2 separate regions of the Sus scrofa genome follow, and region 1 is linked to region 2. The links are chromatin contacts, called in public HiChIP or PLAC-seq maps. All regions are on one chromosome and are shown on one strand. The core of a region is the stretch at or near the end of the contact, and the rest is flanking DNA. Distances in the headings are between cores, read along the strand shown.

Region 1 (6,793 bases), core at 3,637-6,136, 67 kb before region 2:
AAGGACCTAATTGGATTTAGAGTCCAGGCTGGTGCTCAAAGATGAAGTGTTCAGACCAATTCATTTGCAAATAAAAGAGTAAAGTGAGAGCAGCTCTGTCGGGCACTTACAGTGTACCAGGTGCTGTGCCATGTGTCCTCAGTCTCCACGACAATCGCATAAGGTAGTTAACATTTTTATGTCGTTTTCAAAGGAAGCTGATGTGTAAGGGGATTGACTAATTTAACTAAAGTCTCACATTTAGAGACAAACTTTTATACAAGGAGAATTCATAAAAATAGATGGACCCTATGGTTTGGAATGGTTCCAACACGTTGCTTCCTGAAAGCAAAGCTGTCAGCGAAATGATATCTCGGGTTCCTCCATCCCTGCGGTGTATGAAAGTAGCTCTGGGCCTGTGGCCACTCACACAGGGGACCTGGCCATGGGCACCTTCACCATTGAGACTTCACCCCTGCCTCATGCCCAGGATGCTAGAAGTGCTAAGCAAAACAAGCTGCTGGCGAGTAGCCTGATTAAACACACCGGTGAAAGTCACAGAGACTTTATCACAGGCTTTTCTTGGGTATCTTTCCAGTGAGAAATCTAAGAAATCATGAGGTTATATTTATTTAATCTTTGTTTTTAAGGTTTTTGCAAATTCAGATTACTTGTTTGATTTTTTTTCTCCCCATGGACTTAATCCTTTTTTTTTGCTTTTTAGGGCCGCACTCGCAGCATATGGAGGTTCCCAGGCTAGGGCTCAATCTGAGCTGTAGCTGTTGGCCTACACCAAAGCCACAGCAACGTGGGATCTGAGCTTCGTCTGTGACCTATACCACAGCTCACGGCAGTGCCAGATCCTTAACCCACTGAGCGAGGCCAGGGATGGAACCCACAACCTCATGGTTCCTAGTCGGATTTGTTTCCACTGCACCATGACGGGAACTCCAGTCCTACTGTTAAAGTTTCTGAAAAGTCAAGGTTTCATGCAGTCAATCAGTCAGTGAATGTGTACTGAGACCCTGCTATATACCAGGCACTGTTCTCTTGTGGAGGTAGTCTTGGCTCTGTGCCTTTCTTCTTCCCTAACTTTTTTACCCAAAGAGAGGTGTTTCTTTTGAGGGGGTGGTCCTGGACAGAAAGCCCTTTTTTTTTTTTTTTTGCATTTTGCATTTTGCATTTTGCTCTTTGCCAGGTTAATAGTCTGTGTAAAAGGACTCTCTCCACTCTGTATTCAGAATTCCAGGGTAAGTTCTGGTTGTCCACAGAGAGCCAGCCTGAGCACGTTTTCTTTGTAAACAACTCAGGCCCTCGGGCTCACCACTGTTGTGCAGAGTGCCCAGCTTGCAGAGATGGTCTGGAAGTTGCAGTTTCTGCCTCTCTTAACTTCAAGTCTGTGTTTTGTCTGAGAGACTTTTTTGACATCTCAAACAGCGAAAGGATTCCATAATCACAGTGAGAATTTGGAATACAGTTGTGGGGTTTATTGAACTCTTTATATGTGGAGTTTCATTTCTCTGTCATGCTTTCTTTTTTAGTATAAAATGCTAGTATAAGAAAGCCATCTGGACTAAAGAAGCCTTGGAAATCAAAAGAAAGTTAGCAGGTTGCTCTCCACCTCCCATTGGCCTTTCTGTCTAGTGTGGGACGAAGAGTGGATGGGAACAGAGGAGTGCTGGAAAGAAGCGAGGTGCAGCATGTTAGGTCATGAGGAAGAGCTTGGACTGGGGTGGCATGGCAGGGTCTGCTGCGTGCTGTTGGCTGTTTTCCAGCTCGCTCTGTAGCACATTGGCTCCAGCCTGTTATACAGAGCACACATCAGATAAAACCTTTTCAGATAGATGGAGGCCAAGCTGAAGTCTGGACACTTCTCCTTTTGTTATTGGAAATGCTATGAGAAGGGGACGAAGAGCCCCACTTGTACACTGGACCCTGCTCCCAGATACTACCTCGCCGCTGTTCGGTCCCTTCCCACCCAGTATAAGCACATTCTATATTCACCTTGACGACAAAGCTTACAGAGGAATCAAAAGTAGCTCTTCCTCTAGTTGGGTTCGTTTCTGCTGAGCCTCAACAGGAACTCCTAAATTGTGCACCTTAAACGAATGAATTTTCTGGTATGTGAATTCAGTCTCGATAAGGCTGTTTTGTTTTTTAAAAATGTATGAGCTACACAGAGCAAAACAGTACCCTTTCCCTCCTGTCCGGCACTAGAAGCCCCCAGCACAGGCTTTCTCAGCAGCCTCTGTCCTCACCTCGCTGGCCCCACTGCCTCCTGTGCTCTTCCCATGCGCTGTGGAACCTTGCTGCTCTGAGGACTCTCAGTTTGCTTATCTATAAATTGAGAGTGTCAATGCTGCAATAATTATAAAGAGGAAACTACATAACCTGCGAAAATGCCTAGCATCAGGCTTGGCGCTTAGCACGTTAGTTTTCCTTCCCCCTCCCTCATAAGTCCTTTGGAAACTGAAATGCTCCGTATGTGTAGCATGTTATGATTATTTATGCCTCATGGTATGTCCCTTACTCAGAGTTCTTGTATTTTGGCAAGAATTCACCGTATTTGACCTCTAGTAAGGAGCATTTGAAAATAAATAAAAAGAAAGTATAACTTTCAGTATGCCACCGAAACAGGTGCCACTAAAGGGCTTTCTGCTGCCCCTGGGGCTGGTGGCGAGCGCTGTGGGTGCTACACAGTGCAGTGCTCCGGATGGGAAGCGTGGGTGGCAGCTGCCTCAGGGGGACGCAGGTTCTGTCTGCAAGAGCTGGAAGGTGCTCAGGAGATACTCACACAAACACAGGGTTTCCTACTCTGCACTGCTGCTGCCTTAGGCTGACTGCACAGAACGTTCCTGTGATTAAAAGTCAGTTTCCACGTGTGTTTATTGATTTAAAGAACTGACTTCATCTCGGACACATTTGGTTGTTGACTTTTGTTCTAGGCTCTCGTGATTGGGTTTCTGTTGGGTTTTCATCAGAAACAATCTGGTGAAACATTTTGGACTCAAATTAGAGTTTATCACAAACACATCTCAGAGAACACAGACGAAACCCAGAATGGAACAGAAAGCAAACAAGAAATAATGCAATAAATATTGTGAACAGAATAGTCTCAGCGGGAAGGAACACAGAGTAAATGAGGACTGCGTGGAAACAGAGCCAGCCCCTCAGAGAAAGGTGTCGGGGAGCCAGGGAGCACTCACATCAGGGTCAGGGTCTGGGTGGGGCATTCTTACAGTGCTGACCATCTAGTCCTTGGGCCTAGAAACCACGGTTAGCAACCCTACCCGCTCTGAGCTGGGCAGGGCGAGCTCATGGGCAGATGCAATTCACTTTACTCTGAAGACAGGCCCCTGGGAGTTTCCTTTGTGGCTCAGCAGGTTCCAAACTCAAGTAGTATCCGTGACGATGTGGGTTCGATCCCTGGACTCACTCAGTGGGTGAAAGATCCAGCATTGCCGCTAGCTGTACTGTGGGTTGCAGACACGGCTTGGATCTGGCATTGCTGTGGCTGTGCTGTAGGCTGGTAGCTGCAGCTCCAATTCGACCACTAGCCTGGGAACTTCCACATGTGGCCCTAAGAAGACAAAAATAAATAAATAAATAAAAAGACCAAAAAAAAAAAGACAAGACCTCCTTTTGTGGCATAGTGGAAACGAACCTAACTAGGATCCACAGGACGCAAGTTCGATCCCTGACCTCCCTCAGTGGGTTAAGGATCCAGTGTTGCTGTAGGCTCTGGTGTAGGTCACAGAAGCAGCTTGGATCTGGCATTGCTGTGGCTGTGGCATAGGCCAGTGGCTACAGCTCCGATTTGACCCCTAGCCTGGGAACCTCCATATGCCACAAGTGCAGCCCTAAAAAGAAAAAAAAAAAGATGGGCCCCTGAAAAGTCTTATCTCTGCTCCATTCCTTCTTTCTGTGCCCTGTTCTCACTCTTCCTTCCCAGAGCCATCCTGGCCTCCACTTATACTTGTGAGCCAAGGGTTTGGGGTGTTGGAGAAGACATGGACGCAGAGGGACTCATCACTGATGGTGGGACCATCCTTTCTACCTGCCCCTCCCCCACTGTTCAGCCCTCTGGGTCACAGGTTAGAAAATGGCATGTCCAACCTCATGTCGCTGAACATAGCTTCTCAAACGGTTCAACTTCAGTTGTTGACTTGACTTAGGGGATACTTGTACATGTTTAAAAATATTTTCTGGAGAGTTCCCTGGTGGCACAGTGGGTTAAGGATCTTGTGTTGTCACTGCTGTGGCAGGGTGCGATTCCTGGCCCAGGAACTTCCCCATGCCATGGGTGTGGCCAAAAATATATATATATATATTTTTTTGTTTGTTTGTTTGTTTTTCCATAAAATCCAAAAGGGTATACAGAGAGGAGTACCTCTCCTTTCCACCTCTGTCCCCTAAGTGCTCTGTTTCCTGCTCTGGGGCTACCTTATTTCATAGTTACCTTTTCAGAGGTTGCCAGTGCTTATCACTGTTAGCTTTTTTTTTTTTTTTTTTTTTTGTCTTTTTGCTATTTCTTGGGCCGCTCCTGCGGCATATGGAGTCTCCCAGGCTAGGGGTCTAATCGGAGCTGTAGCTGCCAGCCCATTCCAGAGCCACAGCAACTCGGGATCCGAGCCGCGTCTGCAACCTACACCACAGCTCACCGCAACGCCGGATCGTTAACCCACTGAGCAAGGGCAGGGATCGAACCCGCAACCTCATGGTTCCTAGTCAGATTCGTTAACCACTGCGCCACGACGGGAACTCCCACTGTTAGCTTTTTAAATTATTCTTATAGCTCTCTGATTCCATTGCTTTGGATACTGGTTTACCTGCTGCCTCTGCTTCCTCCACATCCCTTCTTCCTCTCTCAGACTTTGACCCCTGGTGGACAAATGACTGTGAGCAGAATGAGTCAGACCCCATCCCTGCCAACTGCACCGGCTGCACCCAGAAGTTGCCCCTAAAAGTAATGCTCCTGGAAGACACCCCAGTGAAGTTTGAGAGACTCCATCCTCTGGTGATCAAGGTGAGCAAGAAGTGAGCAGAGTCTCCCACTGATCAGTGGGTGGCTAGAAAACAGCAAGCTCTGTGACATTCCTGATGAGTAACTCCACATGGTTTTGTTGCACTTTTGTTTTCTGCCCTGCCAAGACCGGACAGCCCCTGTCATCTGAGGAGCTTCAGCAGTTTTTGTGCCAGTACCCTGAGGTGACAGAAGGCTTCACCGAAGAGTTTTTCGCCAAGTGGTGGCGCTGCTTTCCTCACCGGTGGTTCCCATTTCCTTATCCCTGGTAAGTGTAAAGGGGCTCAGTCTGCATGTGGGTAGAAAGAGGGCGGACCAGCTGTCAGACTGGTACCACCTACTGCTGTGCCCACACTGCATGCGCGTGCTTTACACACGCCCTTCGAGGAGTTCCCACTGTGGCGCAATGGGCTCGACTGTGTCTCTGGAGCACTGGACTGCAGGTTTGATCCCCAACCTGGCACAGAGGGTTAAGGATCTGACAATGGCACAGCTGTGGTGTAGGTCACAGCTGTGGCTCAAATCTGATCTGTGGCCCGGGAATTTCTATATGCCACAGGGTGGCCACACAAACACACACACACACACACACACACACACACACACACACACACACACACACACACACACACCATACCACACACACATCACACCACACTGCACCACACACACATACCCCCAGGTCAAATGATTGATAATGCCACAGGGTGGCCACACAAACACACACACACACACACACACACACACACACACACCATACCACACACACATCACACCACACTGCACCACACACACATACCCCCAGGTCAAATGATTGATAATTCAGGCACATGCTGTTGAAAAACCAACTAAGGGAGATAAGTCAAAGGGGGAGCCACTGTGGGCAGACACCCAGATTGCCTAGTAGATTCGTAATTTACTTCTGAGTAGGTGTTTAGCATTTTGTTTATGTTGAATGAGTCCTGGAGGTTGAGGACCATAGAGAGAGCACGAAGAATAGAAGGGAGACGTTCCCTGGTGGCCTAGCGGTTAAGGATTCACCATTGCCACTGCTGTGGCACAGGTTCTATCCCTGGCCCAAGATCTTTTACATGTTGTGGGCATGCCCAAAAAGGGGGAAAAAGAATAGAAAGGAAACTTATTTCTTGGCACTTGTTTGTGCCAGACAGCGTGCCTTGGTGCTTAGTGTCTGTTACTCATTAGTGATACACATAATAGCACTGGGAAATAGGAATTATCATTTTTGGATCAGAAAAGGGTGAGAGGAATTCCCCTTATGGGGCAGCGGAAACGAATCCGACTAGGAACTATGAGGTTGTGGGTTCGATCCCTGGCCTCGCTCAGTGGGTTAAGGATCTTGCGTTGCCACGAGTTGTGGTATAGGTTGCAGATGTGGATTGGATCCTGTGTTGCTGTGGCTATAGTGTAGGCCAGCAGCTGTAGCTCTGATTGGACCCCTAGTCTGGGGACCTCCATATGCCGTAGGTGTGGTCCTAAAAAGCAAAAAAAAAAAAAAAAAAAAAAGTGTGGGAATCAGAAGGTTAAGTGCTTTTTTTTTGGTCTTTTCTAGGGCCGCACTTGCGGCATGTGGAGGTTCCCAGGCTAGGGGTCTAATCAGAGCTGTAGCCACCGGCCTACACCACAGCCACAGCAATGCCAGATCTGAGCCATGTCTGTGACCTACACCACAGCTCACGGCAATGCTGGATCCTTAACCCACTGAGCAAAGCCCGGGATCGAACCCACAATCACATGGTTCCTAGTCGGATTTGTTAACCACTGCGCCACAAT
Region 2 (7,117 bases), core at 3,772-6,271:
CCACTGCCTCTGACCTCTCTTCCATGCTGGCTCCCACTTTGGGTGCCCTGTGCTGCCTGGCATGTTCCCTGGGGCCACCTGGGCCTGCTCCCTGTGTGACGCTTCTTTTTCGTCTCAGTGTAGGCCTTCCTGCCTGGGAAGCACACTCACCGTAGGTGAAGAAGCTCGGCAGGTAGAGGACCTTCCTCCCCAACACATTGGTCCCAATGGTGGGGGGCATCGGCTCATGACCCACCTTCAGAATCAACAAAAACAAAGGTAAAGTCAGATTCTGCTATGGATGCAGTCTCACTGCTTCTCATCTTTCCCAGGCCTCTAACGCTTTTCCCACAAAGTCTAAAGCAGCTCTGGTTGATGTTCTCCCCATGAAAGTGTACCTAAAATTTTATTTGGTCTTTGTAGGGCCCCCACCCACAGCATATGGACGTTCCCAGGCTAGGGGTCAAATCAGAGCCACATTTCCCAGCCTACACCACAGCAATGCCAGATCCAAGCTACAGCTGAGATCTGCACTGCAGTCTATAGCAACGCCGGATCTTTAATCCACCGAGTGAGGCCAGAGATTGAAGCCACATCCTCATGGATATCAGTCAGGTTCTTAACCCGATGAGCTACAATAGGAACTTAATGTACCTGAAATTTCATCCTAACCAAGACAGTGTCCATAACTATCAGCATCACATCATCTCCCCAACGCACAGAAAGGGCCAGGCCCAGACACCACCCTTACCGCAAACTGTCACCCCACCCTCAACATTCTTACCTTCCAATTCCAGATATTTCCAGTGCAGAAAACCCCCACGTTTATGTACTTAAAACCCCATGTTCATCCCAGAAAAAAATCTCAGTTAATTCTCATCTCCAGGTTAAAAACTCCAGGCAAGTCTCGATCCAAAGTGTGCCCACACCAAAACACATCGCATCCAAATCTTAGCCCTAAACTTCAGATCGCTCACTCACCCTGCACTCAGATTTCCTACTGCACCCACCGTGAGTGTCAACTCATCTGTCCCTCTCACCCCTGGGCAGAGCAAACTGTCACCTCAAATGTCAGCTGCTCCTCAAACTCCTCAACTGTGATCTAACCCTGACCACCCTCTTTCCCTACTTTCCTGTAACAGAATGACTTCCTCACTTCCTTTGATTTTTCTTTTCTTTCTTGGCCAACCCACTGCATGTGGAGTCCCCAGGCCAGGGATCAGATCTGAGCTGCAGTTACGACCTATGCCATAGTTGTGGCAACGCCAGATCCTTAACCCACTGTGCTTGGCCAGGGGTTGAACTTGGGTCCTAGTGCTCTGGAGATGCTGCCAATCCTGTTGTGCCACAGTGGGAACCCTGACCTCCTCATTTCTGTGGGGTTATCATAATTCTTATCTGCCAAACTCACAGGTGGGTGAAGGACCAAGCCACCCAAACCCATGTGAGGAGGAGAGTTCTCTCCTGAGGGGTGAGGCCATGTGGTATGCTGCCGTTTAACGAGAAGGTTCTCTGCTGCCAGGCGAGAAGCAAGGATCAGCACCTTACTGGGGTGTGAGAAGGCTGTTCCCTGGCAGGAGGCCAGGCCACCAGCCCCTGCCCTCAGAGCAGGCCAGACGAACCCGTGGACCAGAGGAGCCCCTCTTAGATGTGGAAGAGGGTAGAAACAGCAGAGGTGGGAGGCTCTGCCTTATAGGTGGAACCAGGTATGTTTCTAGTGTTTTCTGGGCTCCATTTCCTTTCCTCTTCACCTTCGTCAAGTATTTCTGAAAGTTCAGGCTGTCCCTTGTGAATGGGATTCTGAGCTACGTGACAGGTTACCGATTATAAATTAAACACTCTCCAAGAGTGTCTCCATGGAGACTTTCCACTAAAAAAAAAAAAAAAAAAAAATTCTAACCCAGGGGAATTGCAGGAAAGGGATGAGCCAGCTGACCCAAGCAGTTAGCCCTCCCCTTCCAGATCTTTCCCCTTCTGGATTAAACGCTTAAAGTTTCTGGAGTTAGTTTTGATTTTGTTCTCTCATACGGGAGTATTCCCTTTATACCCTCAACTCTCAGTCTGAGCCAGTGTTGTTTTGCTGCCTTACCCAGTCTAGTCACCACAACCGGGGAGCCCCCTCTATTCCAATTCCACCCTTAAACTTGCTGAGTCCCTTTACTCCGTATTCCCATAGCTCCCACCCAGGTTATCAAAGGCACACTGGCTGTATCTCACCCCTATTTCCCTCACTGAGTTTTCATTAAGTGTTCCCAAGTCTATTCACCCAACTTGATCCCCAAACCTGTTAACTTTGACCTAACCAGAGCCCAAGCTGCGGCTCTATAAAAGATACTGGCAGACCCAGTCCCTCAAATTTCCAAGTCTTCAAACCTAACACCGACGATCCTTTTCTTAGGCGCTGCATTCTTACTCATTTAATGCAGACCACCGCCAAATCTGCCACTCCATCCTGCCACCCAAACTGGGATCTGCTTTTTTGCAAAATGTTATCTCTGATTCCCAAGCTATTCCTGTAAGATTTCACCCTCAGGAAGTTCTCTTGTGGCATCCAGCGTTGTCACTGCAGTGGTTAGGGTCGCTGCTGTGGTATGGGTTCCATCCCTGGCCTAGGAGCTTCCACATGCCACAGGAGCAGCCAAAAAAAAATTTCACCCTCAAATATGTTACACTCCGCACCAGCTGCGTCCAAACGGATAGAGCACCTCAGTCACCACAACTGGGCTTACCTATCCTTACTCACCCACCAGGCAGTTCTTCTCACCCTCTGGACTCCCTCATTCCTCAATCCCCAATTCCCCATTCTCTCTCATTCCTCAACTGCCTTTCCAAATGACCCTTATTTCAATTTTCTTTTTAGACTCGTAAACCAAATCTACTAAGGTCCAAACAATGAAGCCATTTTCTAGTTTCCTTCACAGGGAGGCCCCCCCCCCCCAGTTCCTTGTACTCCAGCATCCTCTACTCTGCAGACACTCCTACTGGCCACCCTAAAGTCCCAGCCCTCACCCAGTCTCGCTCTATCATCCTTACTTCTCATCTCAGGTACCACCAGTTCCAAAAGCCTCAATTTCTCTCTCAAATCTGTAATCTCTGTTGCTTTAAATCCAAATTTTGTAAGAAGCTCTCACTCCCAAGTCAGGACCAATGTCAGTTTTGACCTTCCTCTGTTGGCCGTTTCCAAATCTCAGTTGCAATTAGATTCTAGTCAGGTGACCCAACGTCTCTGACTGAATATCCTCATTCCTTGTCATACTCGTCACATTCCAAAATCCAGTGCCCCCATTCCTGACCCCAGATTTCAATTACTTCTATTATCAAGTTCCTCTCATTTCAGTTGTATCTCTCACTTTTCAGCCATCATCAGAGCAGTAAATCCAATCCCCATTTGCCCCATCTTGAATTAATTCTCAAGTTTTGGTTAGCTCTTCATCTCAATTTTTACCTCCTCCCCTCACCTTAACTGAAAATTCTAAGCTAAATCTTCAGATATCAGTCTCCAGGCCGGAACCATCCTCTACAGGGTGCCCATCTCAGTCACACCCACCGAATTCTGCCAAATGCACTTCCTCCATCCCAGACCCACCCCCTTCCAGCTCCATCTCTCCCTTTCTTAAGCAACCCAATTCATCTGTCAGGCACTGCTGGTCCCCCCAAACATGCCAACCGCCCCTGCATGCCTCCATTCCAGAGACATCCTACCTTGGTCTCATTTTCTGCCAGCCCCTGCACATCCTGCCACCTTGTGCTTAAAATGCCCCTTCTGCCCAATTCCAATTTGCCTGTAACCCTTCAGCCCATACCCCTCCCCAACCATGACTTCAATTTTCTCCTCCAAATGCGTCATCCTTTCCCCCCAAAAGCCTCCTCCTAGCTCCCCTTTCCAGACAAACCTCCACTACCCCTCCCCCGCCCCCGTGTCGCCCTATCTGTTCCCCTCCCCCAAGGCACGTCATCACCGTCCCCTCCTCCCATCAAATCTGCCGTCGCCATCAAGTCCAGAGCCCCCATCTCCTTAAAACGATAGCTCTCCGGTGTTAAATCCTTTGCCTCCGCCCTTTCGCACCAAATTCTGTCACCGTTAAATTTAATGCTCCCGTCCCCTCCTCCCCGGAGTCTGATGCCCCTTTTTCTTTCTTAAACGTTTGGACCAGACTCTCTAGTCCTTTGTTTCCTCCAAACCACTGTAAGTCCATCTCTATTAAATCCAGAGTTCTTGCTTCCCTTCACCTTAAATGTGCCCATCTTCTGAATACTCTGCCTTGGCCCCCAAACCTCCTCCTCAGCCATTTGCCAAAACTTCCCGCCCCCCCCATCGTTGCTTCTTTCCTCACCCCCAAATGCTGCCCCTTCCCTCCTAGTGCAAGTTCATCGCCTCCATTCTTTCATTTCCCAAACCTGTCATCCGTTCCATCGTCCCCTCCCCCTGCACCTCGTTCCTTCCTCTCTCCCAAATCTGACGCTGACCTTTTGCCCCTTCTCTTGCACCCCCAAACCCATGCCCCTTGCATCCTCAAATCACTTGCCGCTTTCCTCCTCTCCCACTCCTACCGCGCATCAACCCGCCGTCCCCGCCCCTCTCCTCAATACACCGCCATTGCCTCCCCCGCCCCCATCCTTCTCCAGACCCTGGCCTGTCACCTTCACATCGGCCCCCGCCTCCCTAAGACGCCCCTGGCTCCACACCTGGATGAGCAGCTTCACGTAGAGCAGCGGGTGACTGAGAGCCGTCACTCCTGCACCCAGCGCCACGAAAAGAGCCTCGGTGGTCGGGGCGTTGTCCCCGGAGCCCAGGCCCCCGGACGCGCCGTCCATCCTGCGGGCGGAGGGTTGCGCCGCAGGCCGAGGGTGGCGCGGGTGCGCGCGGTGTGCGGGCGGCGGGTCGCGAGCCCGGGCCTCGACCCCCGCCGCCGCTCCGCCGCGAGCTCCTGCTCCTGCTCCGGCTCCCGCCATTCCCGCGGCACCGCCGCGAGCCCAGGGCGCCACTTCCGGGTCCGAAGCCCCCATGGCGCCGGGCGGCGAGGTCACTCCCCCGTCACGTGACGGGCGGGCGCACCGCCCCTAAGCGCGTCGGGGGTGGGGCCGGGCCTCACCACTCGCGGCCGCGGGGGTGTGCGGCATCGTGGGACGGCTGGCGGTAAGCGCCAGTTGTGGGCCCCGGGTCGGGGTTGGGGCCTGGCTCTGCACTGGGCTGTGGCCCGGGGGTCAGTGGTTGCGGGCGACCCAGACTGTAGGCTCAGAGACCGTGAAGGCCGCCGCCAGCGCGGGAGCTCCCCCGGGGGGCCAGGAGAGCGGCGGGGGCGGTGCTCGGATGCTCCGCAAACGCCCTCAATTTGGTCTGAGGCGCTTGCAAGCCCCTTCCCTGGCTCGGAGTGTTGTCCGCAGTTCTGGACCCGACTCTTTGCGGCCCGGATCCCAGTCCTGCGGCCTCCTGCTGCTGGCCGAACCCCTCCGCGTTCTCCAGCCTCGGCATACTCCCTTTCCCTCCCCCCCAGGCCAAATCCGGCTGCCCCCTCGGCAGTTGTGGTCATTCTGCTTTGCAGTTGAGCCTCCGCCAACCTCCCTCACAGTTGCTGGTTAGAAAATACGTTTGCTCAAAAGTACTTGCGTATCTACTTCACTAGATGGAAAGGTTTTAACCAGTTTAAGCTTGCGTATCTCCTTCACTAGATGTGAAGGTTTTAACTAGTCAGCATGAGCACACGCAGGCATTGTGTTAGGCTCTGATAGTCTAATCTTTAGTTAATAAAAATGAATAATAATTGGCTCTTAAATTGCATTTACTACGTCCAGACGTTTTTAAAAGTGCTTTGCAACATGTCAACTCTAGTATGATCCTCACAACAGCCCTGTGAAGAAGTTGCCTATTCCAGCAAGTGCCCTGTTCATGTTTGTAAGCGTGCCCTCCCCCTGCAACAACACCTAAAACCTGCTAGTTAGTTGTGGAGATGCAAAAGAAAAGTAGCTGTTTAAATGGAAAGAAATCCAGTACCCTAGAGTTGGGAGGGACACAGCCATGGGGGAGCTGATCCCTTTGTCTGTACTCATCCTGTGTTCATTGTGGGAAGGTTCCTCAGAATAGACATCTACCTTCTGACGGCTTAGTCCGGGTTTCCTGAAGTCTGCCCTTCTTGCCGCCTAAAAGCCCCCCCCCCCATTACTCCTGACAACAAATACTCTGTATACTTTCCACATTCAAATCCTGTCAGTCTACCTGTCCCCTTGGTCTCGCCCCTACCCTGGCTTCACTAACCCAAGTTTGTTCTGGTCTGGAACACTGTAAAGCATCCTAGCTCTTTCAAGTGTTACCCTTTCAAATACACCTTTCATCAAACCTACCTCCCACCCCTAGGAGCACTTTTTTTGTGTGTGTGGCCCGGCCTACAGCATGTTGAAGTCTGAGCCAGGGATTGAACCTGCACTACAGCAGTGACCTGGGCTGCTACAATGACAATGCCAGATCCTTAACCTGCTGAGCCACCAGGGAACTTCAGGAGTGCTTTTTTTTTTTTTTTAAGGGCCACAGGTGTGACATATATAAGTTCCCAGGCCAGGGGTCAAATTGGAGCTGTAGCTGCCAGCCTACACCAAAGCCACAGCAACTCCAAGTCTAAGCAGCACCTATGACCTACACCGCAGCTTGCCACAATGCCAGACCCTTAACCCACCGAGCAAGGCCAGGGATTGAACCCATATGCTCATGGATACTTGTTAGGTTCTTACTGTGCTGAGCTACAAGGGGAACTCCAGGAGCACTTTAATGACTTCCTTGCTTAGCATTAGCTCCACTGAGCAGCCTGGGTGTATGTACTTAGAGCTGTAAAGCAGTTAGCTCTGGGCTGGTTAGTGGACCCTATGGTTCTGTTGTCTTCTGTGATTGCTGCCTCTTAGGGCTTACCATGCTACACTGTGGTTGCCAGCTTCCCTGTCAGTCACCCCTGTTAGATTGTAAAGAACTACCCTATTCATGGTTGGCATAGTGCCTGGCACATGGTAGGAACCCACTAAATATTTACTGGAAAACGCATGAATGAGCAAAATACTTTTAACATTTGCACAAAGTTATTTATGTAGCACCACTTACAGAATGAAAACTTTAGAAAGGCTCATATGCCCCTAAGTAGTATCAAACAGGAAA

What was found. HiChIP or PLAC-seq counts read pairs in DNA pulled down with a chosen protein or histone mark.
Region 1: a contact with region 2 is called in an H3K27ac HiChIP or PLAC-seq map of alveolar macrophages. The contact joins the enhancer-like site here to the promoter of MTCH1 in region 2. A contact is called at or near these places in 2 of 5 promoter capture datasets (both in liver), 14 of 47 Hi-C or Micro-C datasets (alveolar macrophages, embryonic fibroblasts, epiblast stem cells and 6 more) and 2 of 2 datasets of contacts at active chromatin or transcription factors (alveolar macrophages and skeletal muscle).

The regions. Positions count from the first base shown.
Region 1 is chr7:32,563,330-32,570,122 of Sscrofa11.1, forward strand. It overlaps C7H6orf89 (bombesin receptor-activated protein C6orf89 homolog), which reads left to right. Exons shown (of 10, transcript XM_021098652.1): 6 at 4,851-5,005; 7 at 5,131-5,270. Among named protein-coding and RNA genes, the nearest start is that of PPIL1, 19 kb to the left of the region's middle. Within about 2 kb of position 4,887, at least 5 of the 83 cell types and tissues checked have an H3K27ac peak or open chromatin away from gene starts, as enhancers often do. A contact at or near this core is called in alveolar macrophages, where this site is marked.
Region 2 is chr7:32,630,554-32,637,670 of Sscrofa11.1, forward strand. It overlaps MTCH1 (mitochondrial carrier 1), which reads right to left and starts at 5,022. Exons shown (of 12, transcript NM_001244167.1): 1 at 4,666-5,022; 2 at 151-235. The coding sequence starts at 4,986. It overlaps LOC110261512 (a long non-coding RNA gene), which reads left to right and starts at 5,018. Exons shown (of 2, transcript XR_002345692.1): 1 at 5,018-5,116.